Linked DNA regions of Oryctolagus cuniculus: region 2 is linked to region 1. Evidence: chromatin contacts called from public Micro-C data. All regions are on one chromosome and are shown on one strand. The core of a region is the stretch at or near the end of the contact, and the rest is flanking DNA. Distances in the headings are between cores, read along the strand shown.

Region 1 (4,907 bases), core at 755-3,254:
CCAGTCTGCTGAGGCTGAGAAACTGGCCAGAAGAAATGGATCAGAAAGAAAAATTCAGTTTGCAACTTCATAAGAGATACCCAAACTGAACAAAACCACCCATGGTTTCATTTCAGCCCCTGTCAGGGTGCTGAAGCAAGGGAGACACGTGAAATAACCCACCAGGGGAAAAGCTAAATAAAATAGCTCTGTGGCCTGCAGCGCCATCTGGCGGTTCTTTCTAGAAGTGAAGTTTGGATACTCTGAACTATTTTTTTTTTAACAATCACAAGTCAAGATTATAAAAAGATTGCAAGTATAGCACACATTCTTTTTCCTGAACAGTTTGAGTCGATATCATTGACATGACACCCCATGAGCCTGAACACTCAGTGGGCGCTTCCTATAAATAAAGGTCCCCGACACCATCAGATGGTGTTCCCGCCATCCACCCTTGGCCCAGTGATTCCCTGCCAACGCTGCGGGGAGGAAACACGTTGCACTGAGTCACCCTGAACCTTTAAGGTCCTTCCCTCGCTGATCCTTGACTCCCACCACCTGGAGGCGTCCAAGGCTAGGGGCCAGGTGTGCGGGCAGTCCCTCCATTCGGATTTGTCAGGTTCCCTTGTGTTTCGACTCAGGAATCTCACAGGAAGTGGCTGTGTCCTCCTCACGGCATCCTAGCAGGGGCTACCCGACTGTGTTTTGTTCTGTGCCTGGCGACATTACCCTCGATCGCCTGATTAGGGCCTTTCCCCTTGGTTGGCTGAGAAACGGTGCCTGCCAAAGAGGGTCCACTGTCACCACTGCTCCATGCCGTGCTGCAGGTCCCAGCCAGTGTGAACAGGGATCCAAAAAGAAAAAGCCAAAGAAAGAGCAAGTAAAATACAAGGGGCTGGCTGTGTCCCGTGGGTTTCACTGCCGCCTGCATCCCATGTGGGCTCTGGTTGGAGTCCCAGCTGCTCCACTTCCGATCCAGCTCCCTGCTAACGCACCTGGGAGAGCAGCAGAGGATGGGCCAAGAGCTTGTTCCCTGCACCAGTGGGGGAGTCCTGGAAGAAGCTCCTGGCTCCTGGCTCGGGCCTGGGCCATCCCCAGCCGTTCTGGCCATTTGGGGAGTGAATCAGTGGATGGAAGATTCTCTCCTTCTCTGTCTCTCCCTTTCAAATAAATAAATCTTAACAAAACGAACAAAAAGATAGGGTCTGGCACTGTGGCGTAGCAGGTAGAGCCGCTGTCTGAAGCCCCGGCTGCTCCACTTCCGACCCAGCTCTCTGCTCTGGCCTGGGAAAGCAGTGGAAGATGGCCCAGTGCCTGGGCCCCTGCACCCGCGTGGGAGACCTGGATGGAGCTCCTGGCTCCGATGGGACCAGCCCCAGCCGTTGCCGACACTTGGGGAGTGACCCAGTGGATGGGAGGTCTCATGCTGTCTCGGTGACTCTCTCAAATAAATAAATCTTTTTATATATATAAAAAAAAGTTAGTTAAAAATGGAATTTCTGTAAATGGCCTTTACAGTACCATCCAAAAAACTACAAATATCTAGAGCTGCAGGCGCGGGCCGAGCCTGCGGGGAGAGGGCGGCGGCGGCCACGCGCGTCACGGGGCAGGCTGCAGGACGCACGCTTCCAGTCTCTCAAGGTCGGGAGACCCCCGCGGGCCTACCGCAACCCCACCAGACCCGGGCTTGACTCCCGGGGCCGGCCCCGCCGGCGCCAAGCGGCCACGCACACCCTCGCTCCCACTGCGCGATGCCCTAGTGTGAGAGAGGTCCGCGGGGCTCTTCCCCCGGTTTTCCTAACTTTCGGACCCAGACGTCTAGAAGCGGGGCCCCCCACCCCCACCCCACCCCACCCGACCCGACTCCAGAAAGCCCCGGGCGGAGAACCCCGCGCCCGGCCCGTCCCCAACGCCAGCACGGAGCGCCGGCCGAGACGACCTCCCGGGGAGGCGTGGCTCTTCGATTGCTTCGGGCTGGCGGTCGATCTGCGATTGGTGCGGCCTGGCGGCGGCGCGGGGCATGCCGGGACGTGTGCTCCGCGCGCGGCGGCAGCGGCAGGCGGGGGCGGCGGCGGCGCGGGGCGGCTGGCGGCGGCAGCATGGTGAAGCTGACGGCGGAGCTGATCGAGCAGGCGGCGCAGTACACCAACGCCGTGCGGGACCGCGAGCTGGACCTCCGCGGTGAGTGCGGGGGGCGCGCGCCGCGGCCTCGCGGCCGTCCCGCCGGCGGAGCCTCGAGCTGGCTTCCGGCCCGGCGCGTAGCGTCGCGCGGGCCTCGCGGGCGGGAAGGCGGCCCCGGCGGGCGGGAAGGCGGCCCCGGCGGGCGGGAGCTGCTGGGCTGGGATCCGGGCGGGAGGAGGCGGGGCCCCGATGGTTTCTCACCCGATCGTTCCCTTCCGGGAAGCGGCCTTGAGGTGGAGCCGTCTCGCCGAGCCTGGGCGCGTGGGGCGCTCTAGAGGCGTCGGCCCGGACTCGGCTTCCCGGGGATGGGGGCCGGGCTCGGCTTCCCGGGGATGGGGGCCGGGCTCTGGGGGCGTCGGCCCGGACTCGGCTTCCCGGGGATGGGGGGCGGGGGCCCCGGACTCGACTTCCCGGGGATGAGGTCGGGCTCTGGGGGCGTCGGCCTAGACTCTGCTTCCCGGGGATGGGGGCCGGGCTCGGTTTCCCGGGGCGGGGCCGGGCTCTGGGGGCGGGGGCCCCGGACTCGGCTTCCCGGGGATGGGGGGCGGGGGCCCCGGACTCGGCTTCCCGGGGATGGGAGGCGGGGGCCTCAGACTCGGCTTCCCGGGGATGGGAGGCGGGGGCCGGGCTCTGGGGGCGGGGGCTCCGGGCTCTGGGGGCGGGGGCCCGGACTCTGCTTCCCGGGGATGGGGGCCGGGCTCTGGGGGCGGGGGCTCCGGGCTCGGCTTCCCGGGCTCTGGGGGCGTCGGCCCGGACTCGGCTTCCCGGGGATGGGAGGCGGGGGCCGGGCTCTGGGGACGGGGGCCCCGGACTCGGCTTCCAGGGGATGGGGGCCGGGCTCTGGGGGCGGGGGCCCCGGACTCGGCTTCCCGGGGATGGGAGGCGGGGGCCGGGCTCTGGGGGCGGGGGCCCCGGACTCGGCTTCCCGGGGATGGGGGGCGGGGGCCCCGGACTCGGCTTCCCGGGGGTGAGACTGCGGCGCTGGCCGGAGGTTGCCCGCGGGCGCCCGTTGGCTGTGCTCGCGGCCTGGACTCCCCGCTGACCTTCGGGGGAAGCCCCGGAGCTGCTATTTTGTAGCGAAAGGCTCGGTCCGAGAGCAAGCCGCCCCTTGGGCCGCTCCCAGGTCTGGTGGGCGCGCCGTGCTGAGCAGCTCTGGATTGGAAACGGCCTGGCCGCGGCCCTTCCCTCCTCCGCTGGGCACCGAGCGCAGCAGTAGGCCCCGGTTAGAGCGGTGGGCTTTCGGGCGAATTGTTCACAGGGCGTCGCCTTCAGGTCTGGATTGGCGCTGGGGAGGTGAAATAAAGGGCTGTGGTGACGGCATGAGCGCGTCCCGGGAGCCTAAGGGCTGTAGTGGCGTCATGAGGGTGTCCGGAGAGCCTGTGGACTCTGGTGACGTCATGAGCGTCCCGGGGAGCCTGTAGACTGGTGACGTCATGAGCGTCCCCGGGAGCATGTGGGCTCTGGTGGCGTCATGAGCGTCCCCGGGAGCATGTGGACTGTGGTGACGTCACGAGCGTGTCCGGGGAGCCTGTGGGAGAGGTTGGGGACCGTTGACAGTAGGGCCTGGGCCTACTGCAGCGGAAGGCGAACCGTTGGGCGGCCCCGCCAGCGTTCTTCGGAGCCTCGTCAGGCGCCCCTCACGCACGTCCTTGCCGTCAGCCTCGCGCGTCCGCAGCTGGAGCCGAGCCTCGCGGCGCCGGGGACTCGAGACCGCCCGCTCTCGTGTGCGGTGGGTGCGCGCAGTGTTCCTCACTGGCAGGTGTGGGTGCTGGACACCGCCGGCGGCCCGAGGGCCCTTCGGGTCCTGTTCATGCCTCTCCCGCCCCGCCCTTCTGTCCGCAGGGTATAAAATTCCTGTCATTGAAAACCTGGGTGCTACCTTGGACCAGTTTGATGCTATCGATTTTTCCGACAATGAGATCAGGAAGCTGGATGGGTTTCCTCTGCTGAGAAGACTGAAAACGTTGTTGGTGAACAACAACAGGATATGGTGAGTGCGCCGGAACAGCGTGGCCTTTTCTCCGCTGCTCGCTCCTGAGAAGCTGTAGTGAGGCCGGGTAGACCTACTTGATTCCAGGGTTCTGCGGGCACCTCCTGCAGCAGGAGGCCTGGCCAGCCGGAGCTGGGAGCTGGAGCCGGCCGGATGGCTGCTGTGGGTGCGTGCGCTGTCACCAGCCCCTGGGGCCTGCAGCAGCAGCAGAGCTGGCATTGGCGCCACAGCTGGGCGTTTAACCCGGGCGCTCGAGTGTGGAGCGCAGTGTCTAACTGCCTGGCTCACACCTGTGAGCCAGTCTTCTTCGAATGAGAGATGGGGTGCAGCTTTCCAGGGATCCAGGGGTTACTTTGACATTGGCCTAGGCGTATTTGCATATGTTCAGAAATATTTACATATTCATAATTTCTAATTAAAAGTGTGCTGTTTTGTACATGTTTTGGCTTCTAAAATAGTTATCAAAGGGATTGTATAAAAAGCTTTATAAAGCTCAGTAATTGTGTTTTTATCACATGTCTACCTCCTGCCTTCTGCTTTACTTTTCTTCAGTTAAACTGGTTTCTAGAAGATTTGCTGAAATTGGGATCGTTTTAGCCCTTAAGCTCTGTGTAAATTTTATTGGAAAAAATTTATTGGCTACTTGTAGAGAATGTCAGTAAGAGTACTAGTGGTGGGGTGCTTGGCACCGGGTTAAGGCACTGCTTGGGACACACACACCCCGTATCAGGATGCCTGAATTCAAGTCCTGCTCCAC
Region 2 (4,873 bases), core at 1,796-4,295, 290 kb before region 1:
CGGCCTGGGCGTCCTCACACCCCCACAGCTGGGCTGGTCAGGCTGCCTGAACAACCTCACACTGCCGCATCTGGCTCCCCCCGAGCAAGCGGTCAGCGCGGGCGTGGAAGCCGGTCTTTCAGGGGCTAGGCCCAGAAGCAGTGTGTCATCCCTTCTGCTGTCCTCCATGTCACACAGGCCACCTCTGCTGGAGCGCCCTGGGGCCTGCTCTAGGGGAACACAGATGGTTTTCTTGGAGTCTGGCTGTCGTAAACAACGGCATAATGAAGGCATTTTGTTTTCTCCTAGGTATATAATGAGTTTTTTGAAGAAGGATTCATGGCCGACGTTGATTTAGATCATAGTTGTACACTAAACAAGAAGATACGAAATGCACAGCTGGCTCAGTATAACTTTATTTTGGGTAATTTAAGTTTGCATGTATTTCTCCAAATCCCTGTTTTCTTTTCACTTCAATCCCCCCAAAATTGGATATGTTAAACTATTTGATGATCATAATTTGTTTAGTATTTATACACACAAGGAATTGTGGTGTTCCTGGGGTCGCTGTTCGTAGGCACCCTGTTACTTGCCGGAAGGAGAGTTACAAAGTATCAAGAACTCTAGTATTACTAGCAATAGTGTATCAGACCAGCAAGGAGAATAATGGGAAAGTGATCTCATCACAAGAATTGACTCACCTTCCAGCACGTGGCAGGCCTTCAATACTCTCTTGCTTTCCTGGTTTATTAGAAACCTTTGGGGTTAACCTAATGGATGGGAAGGATTCCAAATGTAAAATGATCATAAGAAAATGATTCAGATGAAAAAATACAATGTCCCTGAGGCACATGGATAATTTGGATGCAGAATGGAGAATTCTGTCTTAAAAAGTGATTCTGAAACCAAGAGAAACTGATACTGACATGCCCGCAGGCATTGTAATGATGTCTCACGTAAGCTGCAGAAGTCTGTAGCAAGCAAACCAAACCCAGGGCTGTCTTGGCAGCTTTCCATTAGCACGGTTTGACTCTGTAGTCACTTGTGGTATTTCAATCAGGCTGCTTTTGGTGACAGAAACCTCAGATTGGCTCAGACACAGCGGGGACTGATTGGACAGGCACTGGGCCCTCCGGTGACATGAAAGGTGGAATTAAACGGCCACACCATGAGAAGGGGGACCAGGAGCTTAACCCTCGCCAGGATCCTTCCTCCGCATTTCTGGTGTCTTGCTCTGCTCTGTCAACCTCTACTTTATTCTGCTTTCCTGTGACCAATTTCTTCCTTCCACATGGCTGCCAGTTCTTGCACCGTCTCGGTATAGGTCACTAGAGAGGACAAGGTGTTACCCCAGTGCAGAGGACTCTGCTGGCCAGCATGGGCCTGCTTGTCCACCCCTCAGCATCAGGTACTTGGGGTGGAGTCAGGGTCGGTCTGAGAGAGTCCCTGCTTCCATCTGTGCCCCGAGACCACAGTCCTGCTCTCACATCCACGGGACAGGTTTACGAGTCTCCCTCCTCAGGAAACTCGCCACCGGAGGAGGAACCTGATGGTCATTATATTGAGCGTTCAGTGATGAACACTGAGGAAAAGCTCAGGATGTGTCACGTGGGTGTTGACTTCATGTTTGTTTTCCTTTTCTGCAGTGGTTGGAGAAAAGGAAATGGCGAATAATGCTGTAAACGTTCGAACAAGAGACAACAAAATTCATGGGGAAATTTCAGTCATTTCTGCCATTGAAAAGTTGAAGAATCTCAAGAAATGCCGCACACTGAATGCTGAGGAGGAGTTCTGAAGTTCGCCCCTCGTCCTGGCTTCGGTGTGGCTTTGTTTCCTCCCTGAGATGTCTCCCCTCACCAGCTGGGCTGTCAGTGCGCGTCCGAGAACCCTGGGCGGCTGCTGGGTCCCCCAATGGCCGCCGTTGAGAAGGGAGGAGCAGATGGGCAGCTGCTGTGTCCCGAGCTAAGCTCACTGCTGTGCCCGGACGACACCAAAGGGCACACCTGGGAAATCTTGAAGTAGGCGGTGTGTTGAAAGTCTTAAGTGCAGAAGTGTTATTCACTGAAAGAACTAGGGAATGAGGATTGTGAAATGCATTGCTGAGATGTGTGGTTTTCAAAGACAGCCGTCTAATAAAAGTCTGCAGAGCTTCCTGCATGTGGGGAATCTTATTTTCCAGTGATATCATGTCTCAGGTGTTTTTACGACTGTTTTTCCTAAAGGGCCCGGTGAAACTTTCTCTCTAGAACTGAAGTCATTGTGGAAGCAGCGGCCGGTACTCCACACCGGATTACTGACAGAGAACCCAGTGTTGTGGACTCTGTTTACACTGTCGCTCACAAGTGGCAGTTCTAGTGCTTCCAATTCCTGATTGCTCTGTTCACCGTTAGAAAAGATAAATCCCCAAATCAAGTGCATCGCGGGCGCCCGCCGTGCGTGCTTCCCCAGCTCGGATGGGCTGTGTCGCACCGACCCCGCAGGCGCGTGGATTTCAGATTTTAACCGGAAGGAGGCCCTGACTGCTCAGAACTGAACTAAAATTTATAGCACTAGAGATTAGCGATCCATCAAGGGACATTTAGCGTTTACTGGTGGTGGTTTTGGTTTTTCGGCCAGGTGTTGTAGGATTGAAACAGGCCTAAAGAAACCTTTCCCGCGTCCTGCGGGATGTGGGCAGTGAGGCAGCCAGCAGCGCTGGCGCGAGGTGCAGGCTGCGGTGAACTCGCGGGCTCGGTTCGCTGAGCAGACCCCATCAGGGCTCCCGTGCCTCCCGGCCACTCCCGGGCCGCCCACCCGCGGATGCGGATGTTTTAGGGGGACGGCGTCGCCAGGGACCCCGCACCGCCCCGCGTGCTTCCCAAGTCGGCCGCCCCTGCTTCCTGGCAGCTCGCTGCGCACTGCGGCCCCGGGGTGCAGTGGAAAGCGGCGCGGAGAGAGGCCCGCTATCCGCTCCCTCCCGGGGACAGCCGGGCAGGTGCACAGCCGGAGAGGAACCCCGGCCCGAGCAGGGAGCCGCGCAGGCGCGCACCGGCCCTCAGAGCAGTGCCACAGTGCGCACGCGCCGCCGGCGCCCCGGGCCGCCCTCGCGGAGCCCCGCCCCCGGCCCGGAAGTGCGCGGGCATCCGCAAGATGGCGGCCGCAGCGGGCGCGCTGCTGGGCCTCGGCCGCCTGTGGCGCTTGCTGCTCTTCCTCTCTCAGTTCTGCGTTCTGTCTGGCGGTGGTGAGTGAGAGGCCGGGGCCCGCACCGAGGAGGGCGCGAGGCAAGTGGTGCCCCGGGAGCTGCGGGAAGCTGCCGGGCCGAGACGGAGGCGGCGCGGTCGCTGCCGCTGCAGCCGGGGTCTGGCGCGTCCGGGCCGCCGCTCCCGGGCTCGCCCCAGCGCTCTGCGATGGCGAGCGCGGAACCGGATCCCGAGGCCGCGCTCGGTCCCTGGGTGCCCGCAGCCGGCGCTGCGGCCGCGCGGGTCGGTGGCCTGGGGCGTCCCGCGTGTGCCCGCGCGGGCCCGGGTGCGGCCCCGTCTCTGACCGCGGTGTCTTTGCGTTTAGAGCACTCGCAGCCGCTGGCGCAGCCGGTGAAGGATGCGGCCCCCACGCGTGCGTTCACCGCGGCCCCCAGGGCGCCAGGTACCCACGCTTCCTTGCTCGTGTCGTCGTCGTCGTCGCTCGTTTGGCTGCCGTGGCCGCGGGCTCACGCTCCTCGTCTCTCTCTCTCCCGTCCTCGTTCCCCGCGCCCTCCATCCCGTCGCCCGGCCCCCGAGGTTGCGCGCGAGCCCCGCACGCCACCCTCCGCGGGCTGTGTGACGTGGGAGGACCGCGCAGGGCCTGCGGGGACCTGGAGTCGGGTAGGGGAGGAACCTGCGCGCACGGCGGCGTGAGCACCCGGGGCTGAGCGGGCAGCCCTGGGCTCTGCGGGCCCGTCCCCGCCCGGCCCCGTGGTCTCCGTGAAATGACCCGGGTGGCGGTGCTGCAGTGTCAGCAACAACACTGTGCTCGCGTCTAAAACGCAGAGTATTTTTTTTTTTAGAGAAAGCACAAGAAATCCTGTTTCCCAAAGTCGCTCTCAAGAATAGCTGGTTCCACTTTGGCCACGGCTGATTTTCCCAGGTCCTACATCTCTCAGCGTTAGTTTTTCATCTTATAAAGTGGGAGATGTTTTTTCGCGCCCCTGACCCTGCCTGGCATTTTCTGTACGTTGTGTGTACGTGAGACCCTTTCGTGTGTGTGCCTCTTGCGAGGCAGGAGCGGCAGAACCGCACCGAGCCCCGTGCCTCTCGGGGTCCCGTGCGCCTGTTGGGGAGAGAGTGAGCTTCCTGTCGCCTCTCACAGAGACTACCGAAATCCCACCCTACGTGACCAAGTGTCCTAGCAACGGTCTGTGCAGCAGACTCCCTGCGGACTGCATAGACTGCGCCACCAACTTCTCCTGCGTCTACGGGAAGCCTGCCACTTTCGACTGTGCCGTGAAGCCGTCTGTGACCTGTGTCGTAAGTGCTGCAGCTTACTCTCAGCGGTCTGTGTGCCGGAAGCCTCATCTTCAAAGTGCAGTGTAGACTTCTGCAGGGAGAGAGGAGAGATGGATCTTCCATCCACCGCTGGCGCGTTCCCCAAATGCCCGCCACAGCCAGAGCTAGGCAAGGCTGCAGTCAGGAGCCAGGGGCTCCCTCTAGGCCTCCCACATGGGAGGCGGGAACCCAGGCACTTGGGCCATCCTCTGCTGCCTCCAGTATGGAATGCAGGCATCCCAAGTGGTGGCTTTAACCTGCTGTGCCACAGTGCCCACGCCTGTATTTTTAACTGCTCTGAGAAATATATAAATAGAAATGAAATTTAAAGCCCTGCGTTCCTCTCCGTGTCAGATTGCTGCTGTTGCAGTTACCCGGTAACTGTGATCTGTTGT

The links. Hi-C and Micro-C count contacts between places; a contact is called where the count stands out from the background.
Region 2: a contact with region 1 is called in a Micro-C map of ear pinna, with 4 times the contacts expected there. The contact joins the promoter of TM2D3 here to the promoter of SNRPA1 in region 1. A contact is called at or near these places in 3 of 6 Hi-C or Micro-C datasets (ear pinna, psoas muscle and an unstated tissue).

What each region holds. Positions count from the first base shown.
Region 1 is chr12:10,490,372-10,495,278 of mOryCun1.1, reverse strand. It overlaps SNRPA1 (small nuclear ribonucleoprotein polypeptide A'), which reads left to right and starts at 2,004. Exons shown (of 9, transcript XM_070053320.1): 1 at 2,004-2,160; 2 at 4,003-4,150. The coding sequence starts at 2,079. LOC138844530 (a long non-coding RNA gene) reads right to left here and starts at 1,112. Exons shown (of 3, transcript XR_011380437.1): 1 at 975-1,112; 2 at 709-800; 3 at 1-22.
Region 2 is chr12:10,784,149-10,789,021 of mOryCun1.1, reverse strand. TM2D3 (TM2 domain containing 3) reads left to right here and starts at 3,045. Exons shown (of 7, transcript XR_007910364.2): 1 at 3,045-3,199; 2 at 3,523-3,600; 3 at 4,303-4,460. It overlaps TARS3 (threonyl-tRNA synthetase 3), which reads left to right. Exons shown (of 19, transcript XM_051822271.2): 18 at 289-403; 19 at 1,626-2,136. The coding sequence ends at 1,774.